Regions from separate parts of the Mus musculus genome. Here regions 1, 2, 4 and 5 are each linked to region 3. The links are chromatin contacts, called in public HiChIP or PLAC-seq and promoter capture Hi-C maps. All regions are on one chromosome and are shown on one strand. The core of a region is the stretch at or near the end of the contact, and the rest is flanking DNA. Distances in the headings are between cores, read along the strand shown. Region 1 overlaps Fbxo10 (F-box protein 10). Region 2 holds the start of Frmpd1 (FERM and PDZ domain containing 1). Region 3 holds the start of Aldh1b1 (aldehyde dehydrogenase 1 family, member B1). Region 4 has its middle 25 kb from the start of Frmpd1. Region 5 holds the start of Fbxo10 (F-box protein 10).

Region 1 (3,908 bases), core at 1,149-3,648, 760 kb before region 3:
CTCAGAAGTGCTCTCTTCCCTGAGAAGAGTCTGATTTTGGTCTGCGTGAAGTGAGGTTCTCTGTAGCTTGGAACAAGTGACCTAAAAACTGCATGTACTGTCTGAGCCTCCGCGGCTCTTCATAACCTCTAAGTGCCGGAGTGACTAGAAACACTCCAATTGCGCTTCCCTTTCTCCTGGGGAAATGTTCCCAAGGTCCTTCCAGTTGGGGCTGTGGAGCTAAAGGGTTCTAGGGGAACCTGGTTCTTAGTCCCCAGGCAGCCGAGGGTTTCAGGTGTGTAACATGGGGATGGGTCTAGGATCTTCCCAGGCCTAACTTCCACCTCAACAGTCAGCCTGTAGCTCTTCCGAGCACACACCTGGGCTTGGGCCTGAGGCAGGCCTTCTTGCTTACAGGATGGTACAGAAGATGCTGCGGTTGCTATGGTAGCCACCTTCCACACGGGCTGTGATCCTGGTTGCCATGGCTGTCACCTTATGCCCACTGTGGGCTGCAGAGGAGCCCCTGAGTGAGTTTTCAAGGTGGGGCCGTGCCGGTGGGTTCACCAGGCGCCAGGTATCAGACCTGTGGATGCAAAGGAAAGCCATGAATCTAGAGACGGTGCTTGTGAGTGGCTGCGTCTCACCTTTGGTTCTAGTTCTCTGGATCTCAGAGTTCAAATCTAGGTGTGGGTTTATCTCCTGAATCACTGACTGCTGTTGAGGCTAAGCAACGGTCACATTTCCTCTTAGGCCCTCAACTTCCTCTTCTTCCTGGATTTGGATATGAATCAGGGGCCTTCCTCCCACCACCGCCACCACAGCAGCTTCTTGTGAGCGTGGATAGCCTCACCTGTCACCATCCCGAACTAGAAACTACCTGAAAGCACCTCAGGTGAAGAGCAGACAAACAAGCTGCTGCATCTGTGGCCGCGGAAAGGAATGAATGCATCAGGGCGTGGTGGCGAATGCTTTTAATCCAGCACTCTGCCTAGCCTGGTCTACTGAGTTCCAGGATAGCCAGGGCTACACAGGAAAACCCCGTCTGAATAAAACAAACAAAAACAACAAAAAGAAAGAGCAACTGACTTCCAGGGAACCCAACCACTCTTCTGACCTCTGCAGGCACCAGACACACACATGATGTACGTGTAAGCACTCATGCATATGCATAAAATAAAACAACTAACACCAGAACCGCCACAGCACTCCTGGCTACCCCACAGGCACATTCGCACACCCATGCTCCCTGCCACACTGAGAACAACAGCCAGGGAAGACAACCAGCCTTGACATCCGTCAACACATGAGTCAACCCTGACACTTGTAGAAAATGGATGGAACTGGAGAGAATCACTGAGTGCAGGAAGGTGATTAAGTGCAGACTCGGCACATCTTTTTTGCAGAGTCTAGATTCAGATTAAAAGTGTATCTGTGTGTATTGAGGATGATGTCATGAAAGTAGAAAAGAGACTGTGATACTCCTTCATTGTCAGCTTGACTAGACTAGAACGACTTAGTGTATTCAGGTTCTCTAGAAGAACAGAACTTAATAGACTGTGTGTGTGTGTATATATATATATATATATATTATTTTTTTCATTTCCTCTGTGGCCTCTATATATATACTAGCGGCAGGAATTCTAAAACTCAGTGTTGGTCAGTTCATGGGGCTGGATGTCTCAGCTGGTCTTCAGTATATGCCAGATCCCAAAGGAATCTCTAATGCCAAAGGTCAGCTCTAATGCCAGTAAGGGTGGACTTGCCGGAGAGCGAGAGCAAGCAGGCAGAGAACAAACGCTTGCTTCCTTCTCCATGTCCTCTGTAAGCTGCCAGCAGGACAGATTCATAGTGTATCCTCCCACATCAAAAGACCCCACAGGTGTACCTGGCCATTTGGGTCTTAGTTAATTCAAGATATAATCAAGTTGACAGCCAAGACTAGCCATCATACCTAGGAAACAGGCCTATCTCTGAGTGTATCGATGAGGGGGGTGTTCCCAGACAAGTCTGAGGAGTATGGAAGACAGCTTGGTTGTGGGCAGCACCATCCTAAGGGCTGAGGTTCTGGACTGGAAAAGGGAGAAAGCAAAGACAGGACCAGCATCCTTTGCTTCCCGACTGCACACACGACGTGACCAGCTGTCTACCACTCCTGCTGCCACAGCTAGAGCTGACCTCACCACCACGCCTTCCCCACTGTGGTGTGCCACATGCCCAAACTGTGAGGTGAAATACCCCTCTCCTTCCCTGAGTGGCTTTTGTTAGGCACTTTGCACATCAACAAGGAAAGAAACCATGTGAAGGGGGTAGGAGGAAGAGATACAGGTGAACTCAGACGGGGCCTTTCATCGGTGGCCTCTGCCTGGGCGGCTGTGCCCTGTGGAACTCCCACGCATGCCAGCACAGGATGACTTCAAGTATAGTGCTTGTCACACCCCCGGAGGATGCACTAGTCCACAGCAGTATGCACGTGTGCTCTTCAGATCTCAAGGAGAAAACTGCTCCATGAGGACTTGAGGTTTCTGACAACAGCATGTTTTGTTGAGTAATGTACAAAGTGCAGTCCTAATTGAAATAGTTTAGCTCAGATGGAAAGGAAAAGTTAAAACTGTTGTAGAGAATTACGGAGAGCTATGATGCAGTGTTAGAGAATGCCTGTAAAGTTCACTTACACTTTGGGGGATAGGGCAGCAATGGACTCATGCCAGGGCCACGGATTATTTTTAGAGGTGTTAGCTGATAGCTGTGTACTACTTATGGCTAGATACTTGTTAATTAAAAAGTAAGAGCAGTTTTTCAGATAGCAACCATCCTGGAATAGCTCAGAGCATTCCAGGAAGTTTACAACATTGCTATTTAAGTCTATGAAGTCCCTATAAGGGCCCAGATAGTAAATATGTTAGGTTTATATTGTGTGTTTTTACAAGTGTGTTGCACTTGTGTGTGACAGACTTTGACAATGTATCAGCAAATGAACATGGCTATATTCCAATAAAACTTACTGATGAATGATGAACTTGGAATGTCATTAAAATGTGCAGGGTCGACATAGTCCCAGACATTTATAAGGTTAAAATAATTACTGTTTCTCAGAGGCCATTCACACAATGGCAACAGAAGAGAATTAGTAACATTGCCACCCATCGGATCTACTTCAGGCCTTGAGAACTAGACAGCATTAGTCACAGTACCAAAATGTATGTCCACGCTTTTTTTTCCCCTCAATTCTAACTCAGGCTGGCCTCAAACTGGGTGATGATCCTGAAGTAGCTCCCAAATGCTCGGCTGAAGCCACCAACCACATGCCTTTATGTCCCTCATCTAGAGTGCCACACCACCTCAGTAGCATCTGTGTGACAAGTTCCACAGACTGAGACGACTGACCTCAAAGTGGAGAGGCCTCCTGGAATCGGTTGTGGAACTCTTTTTTTTTTTTTTAAGATTTATTTATTTATTTATTTATTTATTTATTTATTTATTAATTATATGTAAGTACACTGTAGCTGTCTTCAGATGCACCAGAAGAGGGCATCAGATCTCATTACGGGTGGTTGTGAGCCACCATGTGGTTGCTCTTTGAACTTCGGACCTTCGGAAGAGCAGTCGGGTGCTCTTACCCACTGAGCCATCTCACCAGCCCGGTTGTGGAACTCTTTGCCGGAGAAAAAATATTGTTCTCCTGGCAATCTATCTGTTTTGTTTTCTCTTATTCCTTTTCTTATTTACATGTTCCTGATAGCCTAGGCCAAGATTTTCAGCGAGAATAATGGGTAAGAAACCCCTAGATATGGGGTCACTAACAACCTTATCCCCGGGGAAACCAACGCTTTACTTTTGGTTTTTCGAGACAGGGTTTCTCTGTGTAGCCCTGGCTGTCCTGGAGCTCACTCTGTAGACTAGGCTGGCCTCGAACTCAGAAATCTGCC
Region 2 (3,876 bases), core at 1,011-3,510, 610 kb before region 3:
TTTGGGAGTTCAGCAGGTGTTTGTGTGTCCGGGTTTGGAGCACAGAAGAACCACCTGACTTGAGTCACACAGCCCATAGGAGTCAGACGCAGAAAGACAAATAATGCCTTCTCTTATGTAAAAGGTAGATTCCATACTTGTGTGTAAAAAGTGTACACTTAGCCGGGCATGGTGGCACATGCCTTTAATCCCAGCACTCGGGAGGCAGAGGCAGGCGGATTTCTGAGTTCGAGGCCAACCTGGTCTCCAAAGTGAGTTCCAGGACAGACAGAGCTATACAGAGAAACCCTGTACACTTGAGAATTCAAGATGAAGAGAAAAAGAACAGACCTGGAAGGAGATCGGGATAGTGATGGCTAGTGAATATGGTCAGAGGGTACGATGATGTCCTTGATGGCATCTATGAAGCCTGGCACACTGAATACATTCTAATAAAATTAAGGAAAAGAATTGTTCCACAAGGGTGAAAGGAGGAAAACAGCCTTAAGGCAAAGAGTGCCTGGCACTGTGGGACCCACCAGAACGGCAGATGTAGGGAGAAACAGTGCAGCAGGCTGTCAGGGATGAGCGTGCAGGGGGGCATCCCACGCAGAGCAGAGCCTCTGAAGCCAATGACGGCCCTGTGTGAAACATTATCGACCCAGGCAGCTAGGAAACTGTGAGGGACAGGATCTGACCTGATGGGAAATTTTTGTTCTTGCTGACAACAGGGCTGGGTTCTTATTTTCCTGTGTGACAAGTGCCCCATTGGTGTTTAATCTGGATTGTGCACATAATCTCCATCCACGGTACAGTCTTTCAGTTTACTGTAAATCGTCAGTTCATAAGCTATTGCGAAATATATTTAATTTTCTTAAAGCTGACTTTATACCCACCATGCTTCTGTATCTTCCGTTTCTTCCCACTTCCCCCAGTGGTGCTAACCCTGGGTCCTACTACTGGAGGCTAGGGACCTGGTGGGTGCTGGAGTTTCTGTCTTCATCAGGCCAAGGGCTGACCTGTTGCTTTGCCCACTTGTCACTGGATTAAGGATCTTGTCTGTGCTCATTTGATTCCCAGAGTGGTCTAATTTGATAATCTGGTGGCAACAAGATTGCCACCTTCTATCCTTAAAACTCCTCCTCCCATGATAGCTAAGGATAGCACGGAATACTGACCAGGAACTGCCTCCTCTAACTCTTCAATTCTGCTCCCTTTCTGCTCCTGTTTCAGTGAAAGCTGCGATATCCTGAGAGCTTTGTTCTGGTCCTCTGGAATGCTTTCCCACACTCTAGTTGGCCAACTCCAGTTGTTGTTCAGAGGCACCCCCTTCAGTAGGCGGGATGGTGCTACGGGCACCGGATCAGCACTTTATTCAATCGGCTAGACTGTACTAGGAAACAGTACCAGGTTTTTCTGGAGGCCACTTCTCCAGTGTCTAGCACAGCGTAAGCCTGGGGGTGTAGCTATTCCATCTTAAGAGACTTGCATGGGGAAAGAGGTGGTAGAATTGTAACATGGGAACTGGGTTACTCGGCTTGGGGGGTGGGGGCGGGGATCAGAAGGGGCATGGGTGCAGAGCCCCAGGGTATCTCAGTAGTTTAAGGCTTCTAGATCTTCCGAGCCCCCTCCCCCAGAACAGAAGGATTGGGGGACTATGACTTCTCAGGGCAGAGACGGGGTAGTGGTCAACAGTGCCTAAAGTGAGCCCACTCTCTTCCACTGCCCTCAGCAGGAGAGACTGGGGAGGCAAGGACTGGGAGACAAGGGAAGTATAAAGATCCTCTGTGTTCCCCAGGGTCTCCTACCGCGGGGTAAGAAAGCTGGGAAGCCAGAGCTTAGAAGGGGGGTCATTCCGAGTTCCAGCTTAGGCTGCTGGCCTGGGTGACCTTGGGGTGTCCCTTTCCCCTCCCAGCCTCAGTGTTCCCGTGGGGACGCTGCGTATCCCCCGGCGGGTGAGTTGGGGAAGGCCAGCCGAGGCAGGGCCTGGGTGGGAGCAGGACCGCCCACTGCGACGGCCCAGGACCTCAGGAGCCCGCGTGGGCGGTGCGTGGGGCTCCTCCCCCGGGGCGGGGGTCGCGGCGCCGGCAGCTGGTGGCCCCGCAGCTGCAGCCTCAGCACCTGCCGCCGCCAGACGGCGCGGGCGCAGCCGGGCCCGGCCTCTCCCCCCTCGGGCTGCAGCCGCGGCGCGGGAGGCGGAGCCGGAGCCGAGCCGGAGCCCAAGCCGAGCCGCTGCCCGAGCCCGGCCGGCTACCGTGGCCGCCGCTGGGCGGGGCGCCCCAGCTACTGCTCCCGCCGGCTCCGCGTGCACGCGGGCGGCGCCTCCTCCTCAGGTAAGGGCGAGGCCCCCCGCGCCGCCGCAAAGTTTTGGGGATACCTGGATCCCCACAGCCCAGGCCTGCGTCTCTGGGAGCTGCTCCTTGGCTTCTTCCGCGCCGCCCTCCACGCTGCGCTCCCGGGTGACCCGCTCCACTCCTCGTGTCCCCTCTCCCGGCGTCCGTGGCGTGGCCGCCAGCTTGCTTGGGACCTGCAACGGTTAACTCTGTGCATGGGATCCGTGTGCCTTAAGTTTCCGAGGTCTGCACGGTGTAGTTGTGGGAGGAGCGACCAGCCGCGAGGCAGCCCTGGGTTCAGGTGCGGCCGCAGCCAGCGCCAACTTTCTGAGTGACCTCAGATGAGCCCTGCCTGTCCGGTCTCCACTGCCATACCTGCACCAGAGTGGGTTGAGCTGTTCGCCCGGACGATCGGCTGAAGCGTCACGCTTGTATTGCTCTGTTTTGAGTGGGGGGGGGGGTGCCCGAGAGTGTGTCAGCTCCAGAGCTCATGGGGAGTGGAGAGGAATGTTGAAGACCTACAGAAGTCTGTATTGGTGGGGAGGGACAGGTCGCGTCCCTAACCCGCAGCAGCCTTGACTGAGCTTAAGGATGGGTGTGGCAATGGCCTCTGGAAATGGAGTAGCTGCAAGGGCTAGGTGTCCCAGAGCCATCCTGGCTGTGTGACCTTGGGCAAGTCCACATTTTGAGGCTGGTTTTGGTGCCTCTAAGGTAGGGTGAAAGTAGTGAGATGTTCTTTGAGGTCAGTTACTATAAAACTCTACAGAAGGGGAGTCTCTGAGCTCTGGTTTGCAGGGTCAGTTTGGGTGGAGCCATTAATCCATCAAGAATCTATCCAGCACTTACAAATTGGTGTTTGGAAAAAATAAAGGAAGCATTTGGGGTTTGCTCTAGGAGTCTCAAAATAGACATGGCAAGGGTTGGTGAGAGCGCGCCTTGCTTACTCCGGTGCATTGGCCGTCATAAAATATTCAACGACATAATGATTTGTTTTCAAAGTGGCTTATAGATCAGGAAATGTTTCTGTTTGTGAGGTGGTTATTTATTTATTTATTATTTTTTTGCCAAAACCTCTCAAAATTGAGGGGGGAAGATAATGCCCTGTTGTAGGGCCCTGAAGGAGGCTAGTGGATGCTTAATTCCAGTCTAAGGGGAGGCTGAGATGTTTTACAGTTCTGGTTATGGAGACTCGCTCTAAATCAGGAGTCCTCCGGTGGGTGTTGCGTGTCCATGTCCATGGGGCTGCAGAGGCCCACAGTTCAGAAAAGACGTGTCTTGACTTCCGGGATAGGTGAATTCTGGTGTAGCCGGAGCGAAGTTGAGAACGAGATACCTGAGCGTGTGTGATAGAAGGTGAGATTTGTCCCACTGCCCAGTATCTTGTGCTGCAATTAGTGCGCCCCAGTGAGAAACATCTCGTGGAAGCAGTTTTGTTTGATTTCCTTCCTAGACATGCTGGTTTTCGGTTTCAGGCTTTCGGAAGTCAGAAGTCTGGGGAGAGGGAGTTTTGTGACAGGGTGGGGTTGTGATACCTGCGTTTGCCTTTCCCAAGTGCCACTTGGAA
Region 3 (3,945 bases), core at 1,144-3,643:
TGGGGGATGACAAATGCTCCATTTCCTGACGCAATTCTGACCCTCAGCTGAGTTGGGAGCCCCTTGCCTAGCTGATCATCATTTGATGGTCCCTCCTGTAGGATTCTGGGGAATTAATGCCTATCGGTAGGGATGTCTGTGACTCCTTATTCTCCTCCAGTGTGGAGAGCATCCACCTTTCAAGGCAGCCCTCACAGTCCTTAGCCAGCTCTGTTTTGTCTGGTTGTGTGTGGGGAAGGGGAGAAAGATGGGAAGTTAAGGGAGAGTGATGGGAAGAGGCAGAAGCCGCTCCCCCTGGGATCTAGTCTGCAGGCGGGCTGGCCGAGAGTCAAGACACAACCTGACAAAAGCCAGACTGCCCACAGAAGAGGTGCCTGTTTTCCTGGACACTCTTAAACAGGATGTTCAAAACAACCAAGAACTCTGCAGGGCCGGGATGTCCATGGCCTTGAGCGGAGCTGTGAGCATACCCTTCTCATCTCTAACTCTGAGCAATGCCTCTTGTAAAACCACCTGACAGCTTCAGTTACAGGGACAGGCTTCAGGTCAAGGTCAATATGTAGACCAGCTCATATTTTAAACTAAAAAAAAAAAAACAACCCCCAAAACAACAACAAACCCTAAAAAACGTAATTTTAAAACTTTGCTTAGTCTTTTTGCCTTCTTGTAAATTATATATTTTGAACAAGGTAACTTAGAAACCAGAGTCACTATCTATCTATCTATCTATCTATCTATCTATCTATCTATCATCTATCTATCTATCCACCCATCTATCTAGAGCCATAGTAAAGACACCTAACTAAGCCAGACTCTTCCTTGAGAAGCCCATATCCACACTTGGGTATATTTGGTCCTTTTCCTGTGCGTGTGGCGTGTCTCACTCACTTAGATAAAGAGCAAATAGTAACACTTACCGCCTTAAACTCCTCCTCTGCTGCATCGTTAAGGGTTCAGCTCTAACTGAGTGGAGCTCCCTGGGCGGGGAGTGGGGGGGGCATTTCTGGGTTTTGTCTCCTCACCGGGGATTGTATTCAAACTTCACAAGTACTGGGCGAGCTACATGCCCAGTTCCTACTATGCTCTGCCAGGATGTTTTTCTTGGGGTGCCCCATAACCTCCCACACACTGGTCTGGCTTTGCCCTCTGGCACTCCACAGACCCTGCCTGATCTGGACTTTCAGAGACTTGGTGTACATATTTTGTTCCTTGAGTTCTAAAGGGAGAATACTCCAGATTTTTCAGTCACCTGGATCTTGTGCCAGCCTTTCTTAGTGACTCCCTAGTTCTGTGACTTCCATGGAAAGGTCTAGAAGAGACGCTCAGAGTGTAGGTGGAGGGTAGGTAGAATTTATCACCCAGCAGTAGGGGATTGCACAATAGCCAAAGGGACCACGTGAGAGCAGACAGAGGTCAGAGACCACTGCCACTGTGCTGACCATTTGTGAGTGGGCTTTTTCTAGAGCAGGTAGCTGTTTCTAAGGAATGTTTTCTGTCTGGGTGATGGACAGGTCTATTTGGATTCACTCTTAAAGTAAGGAAGAATGGTATGTCTTGTTTTTTTTTACCAGAAAGCTTGAAGGGAGGCAATAATCTTGCTGAGGGTTGTTTAGATAGTTATCTATTAATGACACCTCCACCCAAGACAGTACAGCATGTTATATCTCTACCCAGGATAAGAGCTATGACAAGATCACACTCCTTTGACCAGTAATAAAGTCCTGCGATTTCAGATTCAATCCTATAAGCCATTGGTTATGAGAGTGGTGTCCTTCAAATCCACTAATCTGTAACTAGCTACTTAACACCGCCAGGATTCTTCACACAATATGGCAGCCAGCCTAATCCCCGTGTAACTCACTTCCACTGTCTTTCTGACTGCATTTTAGGCTGTTTTTTTAAAATGCATGTTATTTTAAAAATCTTCAGTTCCTACAACCCCAACCCCAGGGTCTTGGCCCAACTGTCCACCCTCAGCTCAAAAGCAGAGACCAATGGTCAATGTAGACTTTATAAACAACATAGCCCATTTTGTTTGGAATGTATCCGATCTGCTCACGATTTTGGAACAAGAATTTTCAGTACTGTCTTAGTAAAACAGGCTCAGGAATGCTGATCCGCGGCACTCTATCAACAAGGTCTGTCAATGGTTGATATTTAAGGAGGGGTCCCAGGATAGAGCCGGGCATGTGATCCTAGGAAAACCCCACCTCTCTCTGGGTCCCTCTTTTGATTGTCAAAGGAGTGTCCTTAGGCTCTCAGACTTGAGATGCCTGCTCCAAAGAAGCCAAATCAGAATCCTCTGGAAGGTGCCTGATGCTGGACCTAAGATTAGGCTAGGGGAAATCAGGGTGTTGAGCCGAGATCCCTCAGTGGTGGGCGGTGCCGGGAGCAGGCGGAGCTTAGCTGGTGACGGAACCACATTGGCTGGCTAGCGGCTGAGCGAGGCGGGTCCGCACGGCTGCTGAACTGACCGGAGAACGCTGATACTAGAATTTGAGCCTGAGCGCGATTCGGAGCCTGAGCCCCAGACCACCGCAGGTAGCTACCGCCGCCCTCCCTCCGCACTGGGGCACGCTACGGTCCCCGAATGGCAGGTCTCTTCCGGGTGCACTGCTGGGTTCTTTCCACGCCGCTTCCTATCGGGGAGACACTGGATGGGCTGGGAGAACACAGAACCACCCAAACCTTCTCATCTTGGTTCCCATCTGGGGCTAGAGCCACTGGCCATAGTGGACAGGCTAGGTCTAAGTGTGTGTTCCGGGGTTCTGACTTCAGGCCTTTCACTCGGTGGACATGAGTATCTGATATTGGGAGGAACCACAAAGCTAGGCCTTTGGGAATCCAAATCCAAAGATGAGAGAGTAGTGTCCCTGAACATCTGTGGTTCCCTCTAGAGTAGCCATCAAAATCTGTTCTACTCAACCTGACGGGGACAGGGAGGGAGGCTGCTGAATTTACAGTGAGAAGATGAACCGCAAACTGTAAAGCTGGATAACCTGTGACCAGAGCTTTGTCTTTTCTTTTCTTTTCTTTTCTTTTCTTTCTTTTCTTTTCCTCTCTCTCTCTCCCTCTCTCCCTTCCTTCTTTTCTTCCTTTCTTCCTTCCTTTCTTTCTTTCAAGATTTATTCATTTCATTTATGTGAGTTCACTGTAGCTGACTTCAGACACACCAGAAGAGGGCGTCAGATCTCATTACAGGTGGTTTTGAGCCACCATGTGGTTGCTGGGAATTGAACTTCGAACCTCTGGAAGAGCAGTCAGTGCTCTTAACTGCTTAGCCAGCTCTCCAGCCGGACCAGAGACTTTTCTATGTGCAAAATGAAAGCAACCACTTGGACCCTGTGAAGATTCTGAGCAGCAGAGCCTTGGTGTGACCTAAGAGCAATTTCACACACACACACACACACACACACACACACACACACACACACAGAGAGAGAGAGAGAGAGAGAGAGAGAGAGAGAGAGAGAGATCCTGGTCTTTTGGTTACAAGGACAAAGCAGATGTCCTTGATGGGCCTGCTGGCTCAGGTTCCCCTGGGAGGGCTTTTTTCTGGTCAGCATTGATTTCTGTATGGCTAAGGACCTGGTGGGATCCTTGCTTTCGTGGATTAGGTTTTTTTTTTCTTTCTCTGCACTTGGGACAGAGGGTTGAAAGGGCCTGGGATGGGAGTGGGGGTGGGGGTGGGGGTGGAGGTCAAGGATCTGGGCTGGTGCAATTACATTTTACTGCTGGGTGGAGCAAGCCTCCGAGTGAGACAGAAAAGACACAAGGTTTCTATTCCTAGCCAGAGATTAACTGTGTAACTAATCTAGGAAGTAGAAACACAGTCTAACAGTCGTTTATGCAATTTTAGATACATTTACATTTCATCATGTTATCATGCTGTTTTAGTAAAGAAAGTCACTGCTGTTTTAGGTGACAATAAGCAGACCTACCTCA
Region 4 (4,339 bases), core at 1,272-3,771, 640 kb before region 3:
CTGGCTTACAGGTTCAGAGGTTCAGTCCATTATCATCAAGGCAGGAGCATGGCAACATCCAGGCAGGCATGGCATAGGTTGAGCTGAGAGTTCTATATCTTCACCTGGAGGCTGCTAATGGAAGACTGGCTTCCAGACAGCTAGGATGAGGGTCTTAAAGCCAATGGCCACAGTGACACACCTACTCCAATAGGGCCACACCTCCTAATAGTCCTACCCCCTGGACAAAGCATACAGAAACCATCACAGGAAGCATTCTTTATATGTCCTGCTCCTGCCCCTTAGGACTCTGCCATTGGGTTCTGAGTCCAGAGCATGGCAACTCTGGAACCTTTCCTGATAACCCCCCAAACCCCAATCAGTGTGCGCTGATGGAAGGGCAGAAGGACTCTGGGACAGGAGCCTTGCCGCTCAGTACTCTTGGGCTTCCTGGAGAAGACAACTGGTCCATGTGCCACTTAGGACCGATGGGTCAGGCTGCAGCACAGGCAATTCATCAGGAAACTTTAGATTCAGGGGGTCTGCAGATGATCCCGGTCAGGGTGGCATCAGACCGATTTTCCTCTCATCTGTGTTCACACAGTGAATTCACCACGTGGCCAGCAGGGTGAGAAGAGTGCTCTTTGCTTCCTTCTGGTTCCCGACCTGCCGAGATTAGGTGGTGTCTTTACCTAGAGCAGATACAGTTTTGTCTGGTTTTGAACTTTGCTAAATGAAATAGCTATGTGCTCTGTGCTGATTAGTTGTGGTCAACAAACTTGAGTTCTCAGGAAATAGGGAACTGCGATTGAGCGAATGTCTCCATCAGATCAGATCAGTCTGTGAGCGTTTTCTTGGTTGTTTATTGATGTGGAAGGACCCAGTCCACTGTGTTCAGAGCCACCTACCCCTGGACAGGCGGTCCTGGGTTCTGTCAGAAAGCAGCCGAGAGAGCCAGGAGGAGCAGGCTAGAGAGCAGCACTCGGCTTCTGCCTCAGCTCCTGCCTCTAGGTTCCTTCATGAGTTCCACCCCTGGCTTCCTTTCATGATTGACCCCATGTAACCTGTGAGCTAAACAATCTCTCTCTTCCAGGAATGGTGTTTATCATAGATAGCAACAGAAAAGCGGGGCAAGACATGCACTTTGTATTGTTTATTATTATTACTACTACTACTGTCATTATTATTAGTAGTACTATTATCTTGATGTACATAATTAAAGGGTACAGTATAATTCAGTGTATGTATACAGTCTATAATGAGAAAATAAGTGTAGTTAGCATTTCCCTATTCTTAAACATTAAAACAATTAACAAATACATTGCCATTGCCATATATTTTATTTTTGTTTAACCTTTTATTGTGAATTATACACCATATAGAAAGCTACCTGCACATAATAGGTTAATGAGTTCTATGAGAGTATTTATGCCCCGGCTTAGAAGTAGAATGCATCAAGCCAACTCAGAAGCCCCTCCCTCACCCTGCTGTCACCTCCACTCCAGTCTTCCTCCTTCTTCTCCTCCTTTTCCTCCTTCCACCCCACCCCCACCCCCTGCCGTGTATGGGTGTTTTGCCCACATGTATGCTTGTATAATGTGTGTTTGGTGCCTTTGGAGGCCACAGAAGGGTATCAAATCCCTAGAACTAGAGTTGTAGTTGTGTGTTTCCATGTGGGTACTAGGACTTGAACCCGGGTCCTCTGGAAGAGCATCCAGTGTTCTTAACCACTGAGCCATCTCTCCAGCCCTCAACTTCATTTCTTTAAAAGTATTCTACTGAGTTCTTTTCTCTTTGTGGAATATTTTTTTGTTTGTTTGTTTTTGTTTTTGTTTTTGTTTTTTTGAGGCAGGTTCTCATTCTGTAGGTCAGAATAGTTTAGAATCCACTATATGCCTCAAGCTTGTCTCGAACTCATGGCAACTCTCTTGCTTTAGCCTGTTGCATTCTAGGCTCTGGGCATGAGCCACTATTGGCTGGCTCCTCTCATTTTAGAGATCATTCTTCGTGTTTCTTTATAATCTTATTACCCAATTCTATATCCCGTGTGTGTGTGTGTGTGTGAGAGAGAGAGAGAGAGAGAGAGAGAGTGTGTGTGTGTATCTATCTATCTATCTATCTATCTATCTCTATCTCTATCTCTATCTCTCTATCTCTCTATCTATCGCTATCTCTATCTAGCTATCTATCTATCTCTATCTATCTATCTATCTATAAATTGCATGTGTATATATGTATATACATACACTCTATTGTATGTAGTATGTGTATAAATAAAATTAAAGAAGAGGTAATACATTTGAGAGGTAATGAGGGACAACACAAGAGAAGTTAGAGGTAGAGGGAAGGGTGGAAATGATATAAATATAGTATTCATGTTTGAAATTCACCCGACATTGAAAATGTTGATTATGTCATTCCAATCGTGTCTCCTCACTCCTTTAAGGATGTGCGTGTCTCTCTGTGGCAACTGTAGAGGTTGGAAGGGACCCCCTGGAGCTAGAGTTATAGGCAGTTAGTTATAGTTGGTCCATGGGGTGGGCACTAGGACCCAAACTCGGTTTGCAGAAGAGCAGCAAGGGAGCCACTCACTTAGCCACCGAGTCAGCCCTCCCTCCGTTCCTTTCTCTTTCTCTTAATTTGTTGGAAAAACTGAACCATTTGAACCGTGTTTTTCCAATCTCCTGGCTTTCCTGGTTTCACTCCCACGACCCAGTTAAAGGCGCCCCCTCTCCCACTCTGTTTCCTGCAAAATTGGCAGCTGGACCCAGAAGCTTTGTTGGACTTGGGTTTAGTCTGATGGTGTCATTCCAAGCTCAGTGGAGGTTTCACGGTGGAAAATAGATAACATTCGGCTGCCTTTCCCCATGATGTCAACAGCTGCTGCTAGCTCTCAGTATCAGGTCTTTAGCTCAGTATCAGTTACAGAATGGCACTGGTCTGGTGGGACATTTCCTTTCCGTTACTAGCTGGGACAGTTGGGCCAGGAGATAGTTCCCTCTCTTATTATTATGCTTTGTCAGATGAGGTCAATGGGACACTAGGACTACATTCTACCAGCTGACAAGGGCTGAATACACGGGGCACTCTCCATCCACACGGTCAGTGATATCACAGTGGGAAGCTCCTCCCTCAGCCAGGGGACACCCAAGGCTTGGGACATGCTAGGCACAAAGAGCTCTCCTAATCTCTGCCAAGCTACACTACCAGCACCCACATTGGTAGCTTAAAATTGGTCACAGCAGTAGTGTTTGCACCATAGAAATGGGCGAATAACACAGCCTAGCCTTCTTCCCCCAAGAAGGCCAGTTGTTAAACAGTGGCACACAACCAGGGCTAGGCCACACAGGAACAGCAGGATGATACTCACTCTTTTCCTCTACAAATCTCTCAAGGCGATGGAGCTGCTCCCTAGGATCCTGCAAGGCGATGACGCAGGATTTTCCTTATGTCATCGTGAATTCTCATATCTAAACATACCAGGAGCATGTCACTCCTGGTTTCTCCTTGTCTCTGTTGTGGATCTGACAGTCTCGTCTTTGGCTAGTGTGTGGGTCTGGTATCTGCAGCTTTGGAGACTTCTCTGGGTTTGTGATTAATTTGAACTTATAGTCACTGTCTTACTCTTATCTTTAATTCTTCCTGAGTTTTTCCTTTTTCTTTTGCATGCGTGTTACGTGTGTAAGTGTTCATGTGCGTGCCTCCATATGTTTGTGCAAACCAGCAGAGGCCAGAGGTTGACGTCATCTGCTTCTTCCATCACTTTTGAGACTGGGTCTTTCTCTAAGAGTACACTGACTGGGCAAGATTGGCTGCCCATGAACTCCAGGATCCCCCTGTCTCTACCTCCCCAGCACTGGGACTGCATATATACATCAGCATCCTTGGCTTTTTATCTAGGTTTATGTCAGGCACTTTACCAACTGAGCCAACTCTCCGGTCCCATGTCATACCTGTTTTAAAGTCTTCTTGTCTTATTTTGACCCAATAAATTATTTTTCATCTTTTAGACTTTTAAATTTTACTATTACTATTGTTGTTGTTACTACGTATGTGAAAGAGAGTGTTTATCCCACAGTGTGCACAACAAGGTAGCGCTGGTGTTAATCCTTGCCTTCTACCTTATTTTTAGTAAACACAACTCTGAGTCAGATTTACGATAGCTCCCTGGAGAAGAGATGGGTAACAAGTGAGGAAACTACCAGAAGTTGTTCTCTTCAGCCAAGCATTAAAGATCTATATCAGGGTAGTAGAGTCTGATAGACGGACCATAAATCATAGTTCAGTGGTGTAACTGATGATAATTCCTGACTGACTATATCAGGTAAGGAGATGAGGCAGTCGAGGAGTTCTGGGCACC
Region 5 (4,259 bases), core at 647-3,146, 710 kb before region 3:
AGAATATGTCTGCACTGCAACTGGAAAAAGAAAAAAAAAAAAAAACGAAACAAGCCAGAACGACAGACGAGTGACTGGTGGTTGGCCACACAGCTCAATAGCTACCGGTGCCATCATGTAAACGTAATTCCCCTGATAACCATGGAAACCAAAATGAAGGCACCGTGTTGAGGGCTGCTCTCTTTAGATATCTAAAAACAATAAGAGGCCAGAGACCAGAGAGACAAAGAAATCCAGGCATTCCAAGCCAGAGGAAATCCTTTCCTAAAAGCTCTGACAAAGTGTGCCATTTTCTCCCGTCTCCAAATCTCAGCAAGCTTCCACCAGGACTGGAGACCTGACAGGGATCATGAAACAATTCAAGCCTCTCCTGTGTGCTGGTCTCCTGGGGCCAGATGCTATGAGGCCAGCTCTCTGGGAGCTGAAAGCTTATTGTTATCATAAAACATACCGCAAACCAGCAGAGGGGCACAGACACACACAGACATGGACTCACGTGAGCACACGCGCGCGCGCACACACACACACACACACCTGTGTGTGCACATACAGACTTTTATATAACTAACATAGCTAGCTATGCAAACAGCTCCATGGGGGCAGACACCATTGTCTGGATCTTGTTGCCAGAATAAACGAACAGTTGAGTTAGAACATAGGCAAGCTCAAGCATTCTTTCTACTACCCAAGGCCAACAGTGTTGATGGCTGAGCAAAATCAAAGTCCTGGCCTCGTTCTTGGTCTAGCTTCTCTGTGTGCAGGAGACGGCTGGATTCCATGGGCTCCTAGGCATCTTCCAGTAGACAGTCAATCACCCTACTGTATTTTTTTTTTTTTTTTTTTTTTTTTTGTGATAGCACATGCCTGACAGTTTTCTTTCCCCTCAGAGGGAATCTGATACCCATCTGCTCAAGTAAATTAGCGTTCCCATCCTGCCTGACTCATTCGGTAGGAACAACAGGTTCACATGCCAATATGAAACAGAAGGCAAAGGGGGCCTGGGAAAGGGGAGAGGGCTCCTCAGCCAAAACGACACATTTTTCAGAATCACATTCACAGAGGACGGTGTGCTTACTGCGAGAAAGACGTCTATCATGGACTCCTAGATTGCTATTTTAACAATGCTCACACGGAGAGTGCTCTCTAAGGAGTCCTCAACGTTTCCTGCTTAATCCTCACAGCAACCTCGGGCCGAAGAATTCATCTCTACTTTTATTTATTTATTTTTTTTTTCCATTTTTTATTAGGTATTTAGCTCATTTACATCATCTCTACTTTTAACAGAAGCACCACCGACGTGGCTCAAGGTTGCCTGGCTAGTGGGTGGTGGATGGAACTAACACCAACTCCGGAGTTCTGGCTCTCCAAACGGCTCTGCCATCAGTGCAGGAGGGAGGCCGGGCAGGGGGTCGTCCCCTCTTCCTTCAAAGATTTGCGGAAACCGAGTCTCCGCGACTTGTTAAAACCAGACCCACTGGGTGCGCGACTGCACGCTCTCTCCTGCATCCCAGGTGAAGGCTAGCAAACCGCAAAATCGCATTCATTCTCTCAGACACTTGCAAAGCCCTGGGGCTGGAGGCGACCGCGGGTGGGTCCGGGGTGGGGGCGGACGGGGGCACAGCTCTCCCGGAGCTCCGGCAGCCGAGGCCCCCCACCTCCCGCAGTGCCCCCAGGCCCGGTCCCCGCACCCCAGCCAAACGCTGGGCCCACGGAGGGACCGAGCGGCCGGTGAGCCTGGAGCATCCGCGGGCTCCCGAGAAGCCTCCTTCCTGCGCCTCTTACCTCAGGGAGCGGCGCTGCCCGGCCGCGGCCGCGACGCCCTGGAAGCCGCAGGGCTGCCGGAGGACTGCGGCGCTCGGCCACAGCGGGGTCCGACTTCGCCGCGAGCCCCGCCCCCGGTGGCTGTCACGTGACGCGGGTGTAGGGCTGGCCTGCGAGCGCGCGCGGCCGTGAGACTGGAAGGAGGGCGGGGCGAGCGGGGCTCGGCGATGGAGGGCGAGCGTGGCCTCCGAAGGGGTGGGAACAGCATCGTGGGCGGGAACTGCCGGAGGCTCCTAGGGGCCTGGAAGCGGGCGGATCCTTCCCATCACCACTATAGCCTAACAGCACCCTGGGCTCCGTGCATATGAGCACATAGGAGCTGGAGTCACCCTGAGCCCAGCTAGAAGTCAGGAAGGACTTGGGGCCATGGGTGGGTTGTGTGGAAAACGTTTGGCACAACGCAAATGATGTGTGTAGTACCTGTTGCACCAACTACTAGTTATGGGCCCAAGAGAACAAAGCGGTGGTGGCTCCTGTTCTGAAATCCACTCTGTGGCGGAGAGGATAAACCGGAAAAGCTGTTTAAGTCCATATGTATTTAAAATTATATGAAGTACATGAAAAGAGCTCTTTGGTTGAAAACTAGGGTTTGAGGAATGTGATGACCTCATGAGAGTAGCTATGTGAAAGAGGCCAGAGAAAGCTCCTGCGCTGAGGGAGACAAGACGACTCCTAAGAAAAAATATTTTTTTTGTAGATTTTTTTTACTTTTATGCGTATTTTATGCACCTGATTTATGTGCACACAGGGGGCCCTGGAAGCCAGAAGAGGGAGCCGGAGCCCTTGGAACTTGAATATAGACAGTTGTGAGCCACCAAGTGGATCCTTTGCAAGAGCAATAAACCTCCTGACTAGTAAGCTGTCTCTCCAACCCTGTATCCCACCATCCCGAGGTCTTAGATAAAAGGGTATTAGAGGTCATCAGTATTTCATAAGCCATGATAAAGGAAGCCATTGAAGGGGGAGAATGCAGGTGTTCGATACTCTGTGCTGAGAAGACAAGAGAAGTAGAGACTGGCCTGAAGTACTGGAAGTGGATATGGGGGCACACACACGGATCTGAGACAGTTTTGCAGTAAAGTCAAATTTGGGGGGGGTGTTGTTTTATGCAGTGGTTAAGGCAAATTCAGGGTCTTGCACATGCTGAGCAAGTGCTACCCCCCTGTACCCCCTGTACCCCCCTACATCCCAGCCTTCAACGATTCATTTGTTTAAACCCCAAACAAAACACCTAGACCCAAACCCAACAATTGAATGCTGACCGAGAGCTGTTCAGCAAGCACACAGATGTAGTGGAAAGGCCATGCTTAGACGTCGCTTACGTTTGGCAAACCGATCGCACGTCTAATCCTTTGAAAAGTGGCCCATTGTATGAAACCAGCAGGCTGAATATGAATTTCAATACCCAATTAAAAGCCTGAGTTCCTGGATTTGTGCTATCAAACATTATTGTTTGTGTTGGCATTTCTCTAAAAAGGTTAGGACATTCAAAGGACAACAATGGGGCCCGTCTAACACAGCATGCTGTCTGTCTTCTTCATCTGTCCAAAGGTGCCACGGGGGCGGGGGGATTTTATTTCTTGTATAAACATTTAAACGTCAAGACAGTGGCGTTTTATTTAAGATTTACTTATTTTTATTTTATGCGTAAGTGTGCTTTGGCTACATGCATGTCTGTGCACAAGAACAGTATTTGTAAGCGACTGGTTGCTCCTCTCTTCTTACCCTCATCTGTCTGGCGCAGGCCTCCATCCCACCATGTGTGTAATGCTCTTGTCTCTTGACTTCTCTACTTCATTTGACTGGAGTGGGCTTGCTCACCTTAGCAGCCTGGCATGTCATTCGTATTTATAGCAAATGAACGAGGGCACATACAGTCTCCACGGCCATGTAGACTTTTGCTTTATAGAGAGATTAGACTCAGGCAGAGTCATTTGGCCACAGGTAACCCAACAGCTATCATCCTTTTCGGCTGCCTGCGGGTCTCAGCTCTCTTCCTACCTTACGGGGGGTCTTCAATGATGAGCTTGTTGAGAACCAAACCAGGTATTTTGTTATGGAAGTTGAAACTCTAGATCGGTTCTGTCTTCCCACTTAACTCTAATTGTACAAATAAACATTCCCTGTGCAGAACTGAGGCCTACATGTTATGTAACAGCTCCAAAGCAACACCAGCAGCTTGACTAGAGCATCATTGGGTACCCTGAAAGCTGTGAGCTTGCATCCCTCCAGTGGGATCCAATGGTCAGCAAATAGTGGTGTTCCAGTTACCTGGCATCCTAGCCTGATTCTCTAGATTTCCTGGTGATCCTCAAATTCCCTTTATATTTCTGTCTTAGTTAGGGTTTTACTGCTGTGAACAGACACCATGACCAAGGCAAGTCTTATAAAAAACATTTAATTGGGGCTGGCTTACGGGTTCAGAGGTTCAGTCCATT

What was found. Promoter capture Hi-C pulls out the DNA fragments that hold promoters and counts their contacts. HiChIP or PLAC-seq counts read pairs in DNA pulled down with a chosen protein or histone mark.
Region 1: a contact with region 3 is called in an H3K27ac HiChIP or PLAC-seq map of cardiomyocytes, with 6 times the contacts expected there. The contact joins the enhancer-like site here to the promoter of Aldh1b1 in region 3. A contact is called at or near these places in 12 of 39 promoter capture datasets (the 3T3-L1 cell line, the HPC-7 cell line, HPC-7-derived erythroid cells and 7 more), 2 of 484 Hi-C or Micro-C datasets (the G1E-ER4 cell line and cranial neural crest), 3 of 115 datasets of contacts at active chromatin or transcription factors (cardiomyocytes, heart atrium and large pre-B cells) and 1 of 9 other capture datasets (embryonic stem cells).
Region 2: a contact with region 3 is called in an H3K4me3 HiChIP or PLAC-seq map of embryonic forebrain, with 3 times the contacts expected there. The contact joins the promoter of Frmpd1 here to the promoter of Aldh1b1 in region 3. A contact is called at or near these places in 4 of 39 promoter capture datasets (the 3T3-L1 cell line, liver, pre-B cells and 1 more), 1 of 15 datasets of contacts at CTCF or cohesin (the NIH/3T3 cell line), 3 of 115 datasets of contacts at active chromatin or transcription factors (embryonic forebrain, large pre-B cells and stem cell-derived neural progenitor cells) and 1 of 9 other capture datasets (embryonic tail).
Region 4: a contact with region 3 is called in a promoter capture Hi-C map of hippocampal neurons, with 2.5 times the contacts expected there. The contact joins the enhancer-like site here to the promoter of Aldh1b1 in region 3. A contact is called at or near these places in 6 of 39 promoter capture datasets (the 3T3-L1 cell line, cranial neural crest, embryonic stem cells and 3 more), 2 of 15 datasets of contacts at CTCF or cohesin (the NIH/3T3 cell line and large pre-B cells) and 1 of 115 datasets of contacts at active chromatin or transcription factors (large pre-B cells).
Region 5: a contact with region 3 is called in a promoter capture Hi-C map of second pharyngeal arch cranial neural crest. The contact joins the promoter of Fbxo10 here to the promoter of Aldh1b1 in region 3. A contact is called at or near these places in 10 of 39 promoter capture datasets (3T3-L1-derived adipocytes, cranial neural crest, hematopoietic stem and progenitor cells and 6 more), 1 of 484 Hi-C or Micro-C datasets (embryonic stem cells), 9 of 115 datasets of contacts at active chromatin or transcription factors (T-cell acute lymphoblastic leukemia, acute myeloid leukemia, bone marrow-derived macrophages and 6 more) and 2 of 9 other capture datasets (adipose tissue and embryonic stem cells).

Annotation. Positions count from the first base shown.
Region 1 is chr4:45,035,518-45,039,425 of GRCm38.p6, forward strand. It overlaps Fbxo10 (F-box protein 10), which reads right to left. Exons shown (of 11, transcript NM_001024142.1): 11 at 1-565. The coding sequence ends at 391. Among named protein-coding and RNA genes, the nearest start is that of Gm30939, 7.9 kb to the right of the region's middle. Within about 2 kb of position 2,399, at least 11 of the 459 cell types and tissues checked have an H3K27ac peak or open chromatin away from gene starts, as enhancers often do. A contact at or near this core is called in the HPC-7 cell line, cardiomyocytes, heart atrium and 1 more, where this site is marked.
Region 2 is chr4:45,182,646-45,186,521 of GRCm38.p6, forward strand. It overlaps Frmpd1 (FERM and PDZ domain containing 1), which reads left to right and starts at 2,261. Exons shown (of 16, transcript NM_001081172.2): 1 at 2,261-2,312.
Region 3 is chr4:45,796,629-45,800,573 of GRCm38.p6, forward strand. It overlaps Aldh1b1 (aldehyde dehydrogenase 1 family, member B1), which reads left to right and starts at 2,394. Exons shown (of 2, transcript NM_028270.4): 1 at 2,394-2,541.
Region 4 is chr4:45,158,105-45,162,443 of GRCm38.p6, forward strand. No RefSeq gene overlaps it. Among named protein-coding and RNA genes, the nearest start is that of Frmpd1, 25 kb to the right of the region's middle. Within about 2 kb of position 2,522, at least 9 of the 459 cell types and tissues checked have an H3K27ac peak or open chromatin away from gene starts, as enhancers often do. A contact at or near this core is called in hippocampal neurons, where this site is marked.
Region 5 is chr4:45,082,708-45,086,966 of GRCm38.p6, forward strand. It overlaps Fbxo10 (F-box protein 10), which reads right to left and starts at 1,897. Exons shown (of 11, transcript NM_001024142.1): 1 at 1,783-1,897.